Linked DNA regions of Columba livia: region 1 is linked to region 2. The links are chromatin contacts, called in public Hi-C maps. All regions are on one chromosome and are shown on one strand. The core of a region is the stretch at or near the end of the contact, and the rest is flanking DNA. Distances in the headings are between cores, read along the strand shown. Region 1 holds the start of EVI5 (ecotropic viral integration site 5). Region 2 overlaps TMED5 (transmembrane p24 trafficking protein 5).

Region 1 (6,053 bases), core at 2,560-5,059, 47 kb before region 2:
TAGACATTCATCCCCTGGCACAGTATTGGAAAGCCACTTCTGGCAAAACTCAAGCCTGGACACACTCCAAAGCATATGGAGAGCAGTGGATCAAAATGCAACATTACTTGCCAGTTTTTGGTAAGCGTACTTATTATTTAAAACATTTTTACGGTTAAAGAGTATGAAAGTGTTTCTTTGTTTAATAGTACAGAGAGCTTAATTCTGCAAAGTATTCCACATAACCACAGTGCACTAATCTCCAAATCAGAGTTGCTCAGATAAAAACACTGTTGGCTGATCACGTTAGTGACCCTGTTTTGTTCTTTATTCAGGTTGGTTTATGATTCATAGGATGTATTTCATGTATGCTGACATGATGTTCTTGAATATTATCCCACATTGTCTTGGATGCCAGGTACTGGACACATTCACATTTTTAAGAGCAGAGAGCACATGCTTAGGATTATGCTAGTATCTTGAATTATTTGTATCCTGAGTAATCAAGCTGAGTAAACAGAGTTGCAGATACAGTTTGAAATAAGATAATTACTAAAATGGAAAACAGGATGTTTCCCCTTAAAAGATTAAGGGGAAAAAAAAGTATTAAAATCTTAGAGGAAAGACGTGATTTGGGAAGTTTCTGTTATGCAGGGCTTTAAAATTTGTTTATTCTTTTGCCCTTCAAAGACAGTCTCTTGTACATTACTGAAGTCAATGGGACATCTCTAAAGAGTCTGCAAACTTGATCCAGAATCTCTAGAGGCCACAAAGCTTCCAAGCATGCAGGTGTTCTTTACATGATTATTGTCACATATGATCCTGTCGGCTGGCCCTCAGCCTCACAATGCAATTGCTAACAACAGCCCCCCTTGTAAAACACAAATCAAATCCCGACAGTGTTATTCACCCAACTGTAAATTCTTATAAATACAACTAGAGATTTTTTTGTGGCATTTAGTAGTGTTCAAAAGTTTGTCAGGCTTGAGAGGGTTTTGTTATTTTATTTGGTTTACTATTGTTATATGATTTGCAGTCTAAGCAATGGGAAAAAATTGTATTTCAGAGTTACTGTTTTGTGGAAAAACTTCAACATTGTCTCTGTGGGTCCCTAACCACTAGGTTTTTAGCTAAAGTAAGATATCTAAGAGTTCGCCCTGCTCCTTCTACATGAGCTGACACTTGACAGCACATCCTTCTTAGCAAGAAAGATCAACTGATTACCCATGGATCTATCATTCTGCATAAAGAACATGTAAAATAATAGAACATTTGCCATAGAGTACCAGTTGCAAACCAATGCAGAGCATCCTGCTCCTCCTACAGCAGGAAAGCTAGAGCAGGTATTAAGTTCTGTCTTGCAGAACCTTGATGTTCTATCAACTCACTTCACAACAAAGTTTCCTAAAAGTCTGCAACACATTTGGAAGTCACTCAGCATACATTCCGCTGCACAACTGTCTTCCCTTGTTGTGCTACTTGAAATACTGGACAGCAATATGACACAAATCTTTCCATCCTGCTCGTAGCTACATTTCAGTGAGTTAAAGTCTAGCACTTAGAGAGCATTGGCTTATTTGGAGACAAATCTCAATAAAGCACTCAGCAATTCATATAAGGGGTGTTACAAAAATATGGACTCAATTTCAAAGCTACAGTGATTTCAAACTGGGTCAATTTATTTGAAACACCCTGTAGTTAAACCACAACTACATTTGTCACGTACCAACAGCAACATGCAGTGACAAGCCAATATATTGATAGCTTGCTACCATTCTATAGATGCATCAAATATCAACACAGATTCACTGCCTAACACACAAAAATATGTTAGTGTTCACAAAGCCACTATTGGACCTCCTACACCAAATCTGGTAGGATACTTAAATGCAGTTTCCAGTACAAGAAAGCATAGTTAGAAATAGTTTTTAATCTGCTATAGGAACTAATATTTAACTTCTTTGGCTTTTCTAATAAATGATCTTGCTGTCCTCCTGTTTCTCAGCAGATTTTAAAATAACATGTTTTGCTTTAAAGGCCTTCAAGTAAAAGTTGAGAAGAAGAATGGAAAAAAATGCTATCAGACATCACCATATAGTGATCAGTAAGAGACCTACCAATGCAAAGGATGCAGACAAGTCTGAGAATCCTAATTTGGAAGGTAGCATATAGATCATGAATTCACTTTAATTTGTATCAGAGGTTTTCTCCTATGGTAATCCCAATGCTGTACACGCGTCTACTTCAGTGAATAGCTTAAGAGCAATCTTTTCTGGTCTAAAAATCGAGTGATACTGACCTAGGTTTGCAGATACATACCAGAAAATAAATATTTAAGAGGGTAAGATTATACACTTAAGAAGTGCACATCCCATTTCAGGTACTTCCAAAAAGACAGTAAGATTGGAAAAGTTCCAGACAAGGAGGAATTAAAACATCTGAGACCTTAAAACGCATCAGGATTAAGTTTACATTTTTTAACCCAAAAATCTCAAAGCATTTAATAAGATATCAACAGATGATGAATATATAAATAGCATATATAATAAAATGAAATATTTATCTCTTCCAACTCAACAAATACTCCTTTTTAGTTACAATTTAATTAAAACATAATGTAACAGATAAAAAGGAACCCTAGAGAATAACCCTCCATGTACCATAAGGTTATGATGTACTGGCATTTCACAGTGGAACTTCCTGCTACATGACAGCCACCGTACTTTCAACCAAAACATCCTCACGCACATCGCTTAAGTAATACAAACATGTACCTCTACATGTAAATACAGAAGTGTTCCTACCAACGCACAAACAAACGCATGGAGCAACTAACTACCGGACGGCAAACGAAAAGTGCCCGAGGTTAATTCTTTTAGGTTACGTGAAAAGGCGAGTCTGCTCCTGCCAGCTCTGGTCCACCCTCTGACTGGAGGGATGCCCACAGCACTGGCGATGGCTGTAAGGAGGGACATGTGGAGAAAAGCACGAGGGCTCCTGCGGGCCGGCAGCACCCGGGTGCAGCTGCTCAACCGAGTCCTGCGAGCCCGCGCGGGCCGAGGCAGCGGGCGGGCTCCGCGTAACAGGTCCTGCCGGCCGCTCCGCCGAGCTCGCTGCGCCCCAGGGGCGGCAAGAGAGGCCCGATCCGACCGGCGGCGTGGGCAGCAACAAGCACCGCGTCCCCGGGGCTGCCCGACACCTGCTCCCGTGCCCCAAGACCCGCTGCCAAGGAGCTCGGCGGCCGCGGCAAGTGCCCCATCCCCGGTGCCGCGACCCGCCAAGCCGCCGAGCAGCAGCGCAGCCGAGCCCCGTCCGCCGCCAGGCGCCGGCGGGAGGGAACGGCGCCCGCGCCCGGCCGGGAGAAGCGGCGAGCCCTGCGGGGGGCGCCCGCTCCTGAGGTAACTTTGCGGAGGGGGAGAGCGGGGAGGGAAGGGTGCTGGCACCGGCCTGCCTAGCTCGCCCGCCGCGGGGGACGGCCCGCTGCCGGCCTACCTGCGCGTAGTGGGGTTTCCTGAGCCAGGCCCCCGGAAAGAGCCGCCTCGCCATGGCAATCACACATCCCCGCAGCGGGGGGCGATGGGAGGCGGAGCGAGGAAGGATCGCTTCCCCGCCTGCCGCTGCAGCCGTGCCGCCGGCTTGGCACGGCACACGGGCGGCGGCAGAGAGGGAAGAGAGAGCGAGCGCGGCGGCGGCCGCCGGTGCCTGAGGGAGGGCGGGCACCGGGCGACAGCAGCTGTCAGCGGGCAAAACGCGCGGGCAGCTGCCGCCCCCGCGGACGCAGGAACCCGCCCGCTCCGCCACCCGCTGCTTGAAGGGGTGGGTCGCAGCCGCTCTGAGGGAGCGAGGCAGGGCTGAGGGGGAGGGGGCGGAGCCAGGAGACGCCCCGCCCTGTCAAACACGACGGGGCGGGGGCTCTCATGGCTCCGCCCCCTCCCCTCAGCGGCGTCGAACCGTCGGGGCTGTCTCGGTCGCTTTTCCCGCCCTCTGCCCGTGAGGGACGGGAGCGGGGCTGGTGCAGCCCAGAGTCACCTCCGAATTCACCTCGGCGCTCATGTCTGCCAGAAACTTCTGGGAACCTGTCTGGGGACAATTATGAAGAGGTCAGTAAATAAATAACGTGTCTCATTGATTGCAAACAGGCTCCTGTCATTTACTGGACAGGGTATTAAAAACAGCTGAAGGCCTGTTACAGTCTAAAAAAAGAGTACTTCCTCCAAAATAAAGAGGGAGCGTTTGCCTGGGCCCTCATTAACATAGACTAGGAACATCAGTCTCACAAAGCAGGGAAAAAAAAAAATATCAATTTTTCCTTCATCACAGGATCATCAATGCTTCACATACTGCCAGAAGTCCCAGTCCAGTTGAAATTAGTGGGAACACTTTTCATTTCAAGTAAAATTGTCCTTTCTTATGTCAAGTTTGATTTTTTGCTCTGTCTTCATGTGTTTATGATGTGGTCATGACCTCCTTTAATGCAATGTGTTTAGCAGAGTCAAAGTCAAAAGCCAGGTCTCCTGTTAGGATGCTTTTTGGCAGTGAGACTTTGGGCAAAGAGATTATGCCATGGTGTAGAGATAAAGGTAGTGAGGAGATGAACATAACATGTAATGGCTTTTGGCATTCAGTATACTTACCAAAGAAGGCTGCTTTCATGAACAGACTGGTCACAAAAATACTACTGTAAGAAGAAGTTCTTTTGGCAGGGCTTACTCGTAAGGAAAGTTCTGTATCTGGAAACCAAATGTTAGGTGCTCACAAGGTATTAAAACTCTGCAGAATGTAGAGAGGCTTGTGCTTTAAGATTCAAGAACAGTCTGCAACTGCTTTTTGAATAATATCACTGCCAGAGTCACTCTGAAGGATGAATCTGAAAATAAATTAGTAAGATTTGGCACTCCTGTAAAAGCAATCCTGGCTGCAATACAGCCAGCGGCTCTCACAGTGAGGCTGTTTTCTTCTCTTCCTATTCAGGCAGGCCCAGATGGCCGCGCTTTCTGCATCACCTCCCTCTTCAGTTCAGTGGTTTGCACAAGTTCAGCTAGATTACGGGCACGCAACGGAAAGGCAACGTGAGAGGGGACTACAGAACAAATATTTAAACATTTTGCTGAATAATTTCAAGTCATTACTTCATCCAGTGCTCTATGCCAACCCTTGGAATGACAGACTGGGAGTAATGGTGAAATGTGGGTTTCCCATATGGCAGGCAGGGATCTAAATGTTTCATTCCTGTTATGTCTGGATCCAAAGAGTTCCTAGCATATGTTCATTAGGGAATGTATTTTTCACTTAGTACATGAGATCTTTGTCATCTGTGAGAGCAGGTGCTTTATTCCAGCACCAAACTATTTAGTTATTTTGAAGCACTCTTTTTGCCCAGGTTTTGCTAAATGCTAAAATGGAAGGTCATTTCAGCCTTTTACAGATACCTGTTAAACAGAGAATTCGCAGGTAAGCCTCAGAAGAGGCAATTCCCATGAAAACCTAGGCCACATAAACCAGAATAGTAACAGAAAAGGTGTAGCATGCACTGACTTGGCATTCAGTGGGTGTGCAGAACCAAAAGAATATTCTAAAGACCAGGGGCAGATGCAGAAAAGCAGCAGAGGTAGAACATAAATCATACTGATGTGTTATTTAGAGTACAGCTTTTCCATTCACACATAGCTTTCCATTCTGCAGTTCACACGTTATCCATTTTTGTATGCCAGTGCCAAAACTTTGATGTCTCTTAATGCCCAAGAAGTAAAAGTTATGCTGATTTATTGCTGCGTGTTAATATTTAAGTTTTCTATCCAGCTATATCAACATTGAGTGTTGTTAATTCTAGTGATGCATGATTTGTGTATTAGATAAAAATCAACTGCTGATTATACAAGTACAGTGTTTGTCACTGATGGTGTCAAAAGGTAAATATGGTTTTATAATACTTTCTTACCTCACGTTCAGTTCTGTGACAACTTGGAGCTTAGTACATACTAAGTATAACTCAGAAAAACCTAAGGGTGGTTACAAGTGCTGAAGCATCCAGGAATTCTGGATATACAATGAATGAAAATATGAGACTAATGAGA
Region 2 (6,208 bases), core at 1,080-3,579:
TGCTGCAACCCGCCAAAGGAGCTGAGTGAACAGGCAGTGCTGCTCCGCGGGCACGGGAGGTGCTGCCGTGGGCTCGGGCCAGTCCGAGGTGCCTGTGGTGTGGTGTCTGTAGAAGGTAAGGCAGATGGTGTCTCCTGTCACGGTTGAGGGACCAAGAAAGGGAACTTCTGCAGGTGTTTCTGATGTCTGTCCAAAATGGCTTTGGAGAGTTTTCACTGCATGTGTACCTTTTCAAGTCAATCCACTGTTTCTTCTACCATTAATTACACAATCTGGCAGCATAACATTGTACCTTAGTATTTTATTTTATCTACTTCATACACAGTACAAGAAGGAAGTTCCTGTTTCATTATTGGAACAATGTAGTTTGCAGGCTTCCGGGCCAGCCCAGGTTTCTCAGAAGTCTGATGAAATGGTAAACAAGCTTGGATTTGTCATGTGCATTAGTCGATAAAGCTGGAAAAACTGCTCCAAACTTCTGAGCTTTCAGTCTCAGGATCTTCCATATTCTCTTAAGAAGAACGTGAAATTATTACATATTAGTAATCATAGTAACAGCATTCTTAATTGCTAGAGTTTGATATTCTGTGATACTAGTTTCCTGTTTTCCTTCTGTTTTTCCCTATGTTTTTAATGTGTTTGCTATACCAAATCAGAAATGAAAATACATTGTGAAATTGCTTCTTTAGAGGAGAAAAATGTAAGAATTACTGGAAGCATTCAACAGGTCAACAGATGGTCTTGATATGTTATTCTAACTTGTATACATGTTTGTGCATTTCCAACTAACAGTGGTACGTAAGTCGCATGAAACTATGAGAAGAGTTTTACAAATTTATTTTTCAGCAGCAAACATCAGCGGATAAAGTAACTTCTGTAAAATCCTTTCTAGAAAGAGTTTGTGAGGACAGATGCCCACTGGGTTAGAGCAGTGAAGTGTTTTTGGAGCTCAGTCATTACTTGCTGCTGTCCTTCTGTGGTATGACAAGTTTACAAATTCCCTTAATCTGTTCCTTGGGATACTTTACTTTTGTGGTTTTTTTGAGGTGAGAAACTTTGGACTTTTAGTTACTAACAAGTAACACTCACCTAGACAAACAGTTTCCCAAAGTTACAGGTGCTGATTGAATACCAAACTATCTTGATTTAGGCTGGCCTGAGAGTCTTACTGTCTCTTGTTTTGAATGCAGAACTCTACAAGTCTCAGTAATATTATTGACCGCCACAATAATTCTGTTCAAGACAGTACCTGCTATCCCTTCTGGAACTGTTCCTAATCTTATGGTCTGCCTAACTGGGAGCTATGCTGTTCTGCTTAATAAGCTGCAGGTGCCATATGGAATAGAAGTATTAAGGTGCAAATATTGGGGGGAAAAAGTAAGGTTTGTACCTGCCATGCATCTGGTAACTGCAAAACTAAGTGTATTTTCTGTTACAAAGATTGGAGGTTGGTGTCATTCTGATCTGACACCTATGTAAATCTTCAGTTATTTGCACTGATAAAGTTGATTTTTGGGTTACAGTAAGAACAGGATTTGAATGCTGCGTGAGGAAGAAATTTAAAAGCTGCATTACTATAAGTGTGTGTTAGCTTAGTATCCTTGATCTTTTGCAGCATTCATAGACAAAACATTCTTCCTTTGTTATAAAATAAACACAAACACAGGTTTGAACTTTATTTATTGAAAATTTCAGTTTTGCATAATTTTATTCAACACCTGCAAGTCTTAAAACATTCAATTTTGAATAAAAAGTCCATTAAGAAAAAAGTATATTCTCCTCTGTAAATTTTATACAATCAAAAACAATCTACTCTTCAAAATCCTAATGTAATTTTATTTAACTGCAAGTTGAAATGCCAAATTGTTCACCTTTTATAAACATATTCCAGCTGCCAAAGTCAAAGCACAGTTAGCCTTCTAGTTATTCCATTTCATTTTCTGTAAAGAACCTTGAATGGGGAGAAAATACAGAGCTCTTGGTTGCAAAATAATAATTTCTTCCAGATGAACTCCGCTGCCAATTGTTTTGTTATTTTGCTTCTAGCAGAGCCTGCTATGTGTAATCCGAGAAACCGCTGCAGTTCAGTCTTGTGTCTTTGATCAGAAGTCTGCATTCATTAGCAGCTTAAGCTAATACCCCAGGCTGTTTCGCCACCGGATTTATAACCGCAGTCAGGGGGCCAGCAGAGCAGCTGGGGAACCGAATCCCCTGAGGTGCCCTTGCAAGACTTGGCAGAGCTCACCTACTGGAGGTCTAAGCTGCAATCTAGTTGCTTTGCTGTGAGAGGTAGATGTCTTAGTGGCAGCTTCACAGAGCTGGTTCAGCATTTTGCAGATGGTTTGTGGCATCACGCTCATGGTGGTGCAAGGGAAGATCGCTCTCCTCTTTCTTCTAGCGAATAGGGCGCAGCCCTAAGAATCTTATTTGCCTGTCCTGAAGGAACCTGATCAAAACCTTGCAAGTAGACTTCGGTAAGCTTTGGCTTATTGCCCTCATGTAGATATGTGGTATATTGGTACTGGGAGATGTCCAGGGAAATGGCAGAAAAATATTATTTGCCGCTCTAGCAGGAAGAATTGACTTTTCCTAGACTTGTCCTGATCACAGACATAAGCTTTCTAGTTCCAGGCATTTCAGTATTGAAAGCAGCATGTGGAAAAATACCCAGAACCGTAAAGAGAAACAATCTTACTTTGGACAAAGCTTTGCTGAAGAGAAAAAAAAAAAAGGTAGCTCAACTGCCTTTGAGCATTCAGAGCCCTCTTTAACAAATTCTGTGAGGAATAACACTTCCGCTTATAAAAACTATTTAGAAATATTATTGCTATGTCCCATTGTCTGAAGTTAAAGCTGAAGTGCTGTTGCTATGTACTGTAGCACTTGCTAGCATCTGCTTCACTTGAACAAAGTGTTTCTTCATGCAGCTATTGACCCTGTTTTATCTCCGAAAAATCATTTTTAATCACAGAAAGTCTCAAAGCTGTAATTCTGCTGTTCATACCCAGATGACCCAATGACTGGCAGAACACTAATACATATACTTTTTTTAAAAAAAGTGTGGTTTTTTTTTTAAAGCAAGTATTTTTTTTTTTGTAATGTGACAAAATGTAGTTTAACACATTTATACAGGAAATGTCAGTGACTTGGCACATTGTAAAAATGACTAACTTTGAACTAGTAAAAAAAGTTAATTCTTGCACACTGGGGTTTTGGCAAAAGTTCTCTTGGCAAAAATAGCCTCACTACACTCTTAAAAGCCACTTTGTCTAGAAATCACAAATTGCTGATCTGAGGATAAGCTTTGCTTAGTTAAGTGATATTACATACTCAGTTGAGCTTAAAATTTGAAGCTTGTATTTATTGTTCATGTAATTCATGCCTTACTCATATAAAGAGCCAGACAGGAAAATACTGCACTGTACTTGCACAGCTCAAAGACTTACGAGGGACAGCAAAAAGGGAAAGTTTAGGTGAACAGCTTTGGTTTTTCATGCCTGTGTAAGTCACCCTATTAACTGCTACGTTAGTCATTGATGTAGTAGACAAAAACAAAAAATAAGTTGGCAAATAAGAGGGATTTTGAGCTTACAAAAATTAATGTGCTGATAATGTTTTCACATACTGTGACACCCCCCCTTTAAGAAAGGGAAAGAATAATATGGAAATCAGTTATTGGAAAATTATCTATTACATGAGGTTACAGTAACTAAAAGTTTGCAAAGCATAATTCAAGGTCTGTGTGCATTTGTGTATCATATGGTCACTGTCTCTTGAATCTCATGTGACAGTCAAAAAGGAAAATAGGGCTGTTCAACTACAGGACAGAAAGATTTATGAACAGGAATTGCACCTATTTTCTCCAATTCTTTTCAACGCTGACTCTATCACATTGACTGTGCTTATTTAAAGTGCTAATGTTAGTCATCCATATATAAAGAGAGTTGTCATTTTGTTCTTACATGTTAGCCCAGTGTTTCTCCATGATGCCATACAACAAAAGCTGAGGATTTTTAAGATCATGTAACTTTGAGGATAAATGACAGTAACTACAGACCACCCCTGTAAACACTTAGGCACATATGCCAATTCACTCAATGTTTAACAAATAAACCAATGTCTAAGTTACCATTTGAAGTCTTATGTGAACATGAAAAAAAGGCGGTATTAACATTACCTTGCATATGCACCAAGCATCCTGTGCACTTTGCAGAAGTTAGTCATTAACAAATGCTACAAGTACAAAAAAACAGTTAGTAGCACTTGCAAAAATGGAAGAGCTTGGGGGCAAGTCCTTCTGTTCATGTTAAGAAAACCCCCAAAATAACTAAAAAGCCCACCATGAATTGAAAACCTGATGTCTACTGCCTGTTCAAAACAATCTGAAAGGTCATGTTTTCATTTTTTTTCTTTACTGTGGTAGTTTATTGCTTCCCCTCTCCCATTATATTATGGTCATACCAAATGTTAAGTTCTACTTTTCCTCTTCTCTTCAAAGAGACTTTTCAGCATGTAAACCTGAACCGCTGATACCACCACCATTACTCCCAGGTTGACCATGGACCAGAAATTCACTCGGTCGAAGTTGCTTTCTTGGATATTTCGATCACGAGCTTCAAATGCTCTCAGCAGGGTCTGTATCTGGACACTTTTGCTTAATCTGGCTTTGACACTGTTGATGGATTCCTGATAAGTAACAAAAGAATATTTGTAGAAGGAAAAAAACAAAACAAAACAAAACAAAAAACATTTAATTAAATGTATAGCTTGCAACACATAAAATATTAATACTGTGTTATGACCTGTAATCTAAGTTCTTGCCAAATGGACAGTTAATTTCACTTTAAAATATACACCTCGTCATAGAATTTTCATTAACTTGTCCAGCTTGTGTATTGTATGTCACCTAAAAAGGCTTAATGAACATAGGATTAAGGTTCTATAGTATGGCGTGTTTCAAAAAGATGGACCAAATTTGAAACCACACGGCTTTGAAATTGGGTCCATCTTTTTGAAACACCCTGCAATTTGTTTTTTCCCTTTAGCAGACTAGGGAAGTGAAACAGAAATTAAACCTAAAATAGTTTGGGTTTGTTTGTTTGTTTTAATATGCCATGTATCTTGGAATTGTGATTCCAGGTATTCACACAAGTAAAAAGCAGTGATCTCTACAGAAGGAGTCTCTAAGCAAGGTACAGAGCTGCAGGCAAATGTAGGATATTTTTTCCTGCTGGATAATCAAATGAAGGCACTTTTTAATGCAAACTACCATGAGGACTCTAGCTGTAGCAAAAGAAAATTAGAACAATAATCTTATATTTCTGTCTTGTTTTATGCTTTCACTGTGGCGGCTATCAACTGCCGCTTCACCTTTGACAGAATTTCAATAATAAATCAAAGGATGCACACTGTGTCTCTGGGAACCAGAGGAAATACATGAACACTGTGGCCACAACAGCAGCTCAACATCCACTCCTTATGCTGCATTTACAAAGTAAACAAATGATGCTATGATCTATTAATGTTTAATCTACCACCTAACAGTCACAACCTAAAAGCTCATCTCATGAAGTGCTGACTTCTGTTCTTGACATAATTTTGGACCCTGAAGTCACTCTTAGTGAGAAGAGTAATGTGTGCACCAACAGGAAGCTATACATTTAAAAAAAGAAAAAAAAAAGTTGAACCCAGCAGTAACATTTTCTCCATGGACATTTCCTCTATTGCATATTTAGCAAATATTTCAAAAGAGCTATTTTTGGAAGCCAAATAATTTTATGATGATACTAAAGTTCATATGTTACACAATAAGGAACATCAACACCATAAAAGAGCTTTAAAAATAAGACTAATGTTAACTTTACAAATATTACCTATTTTATAATATCTGCAAGGCCTCAAATAAAGACAAGTTCTGCTCCCCCCTTTTCTTTTTTTGGAAGAGATACCAATATGTACCCAAGAAACTATCAAATCCATTCAAATATTTATTGAGATTAGTGTGAGAGGGATTTTCTTTACAATTTCCCCTATAAACTTTGTTTTTTCTAATTGTCTAAATGCCAGTTTTAAAGATCTGGCCAGCTTTTCAGATGCCATATTTGGTTTTAACTATTTAAATGTGTATTGAACCCCTACAAAAGATCTTAAACATTAACTCTGTTGTTTTAAAAACCTGCATTTAGTTTACTACAAGAAACAGAATACA

Evidence for each region. Hi-C and Micro-C count contacts between places; a contact is called where the count stands out from the background.
Region 1: a Hi-C map of liver shows a contact between it and region 2, with 2.9 times the contacts expected there. The contact joins the promoter of EVI5 here to the enhancer-like site in region 2. A contact is called at or near these places in 2 of 2 Hi-C or Micro-C datasets (crop and liver).

Annotation. Positions count from the first base shown.
Region 1 is chr8:24,427,513-24,433,565 of bColLiv1.pat.W.v2, reverse strand. EVI5 (ecotropic viral integration site 5) reads right to left here and starts at 3,809. Exons shown (of 23, transcript XM_065071130.1): 1 at 3,472-3,809. The coding sequence starts at 3,525. It overlaps MTF2 (metal response element binding transcription factor 2), which reads left to right and starts at 3,918. Exons shown (of 16, transcript XM_065071156.1): 1 at 3,918-4,079.
Region 2 is chr8:24,378,987-24,385,194 of bColLiv1.pat.W.v2, reverse strand. It overlaps TMED5 (transmembrane p24 trafficking protein 5), which reads right to left. Exons shown (of 4, transcript XM_065071162.1): 4 at 1,664-4,686. The coding sequence ends at 4,468. Among named protein-coding and RNA genes, the nearest start is that of TMED5, 7.4 kb to the right of the region's middle. Within about 2 kb of position 2,329, at least 2 of the 3 cell types and tissues checked have an H3K27ac peak away from gene starts, as active enhancers do.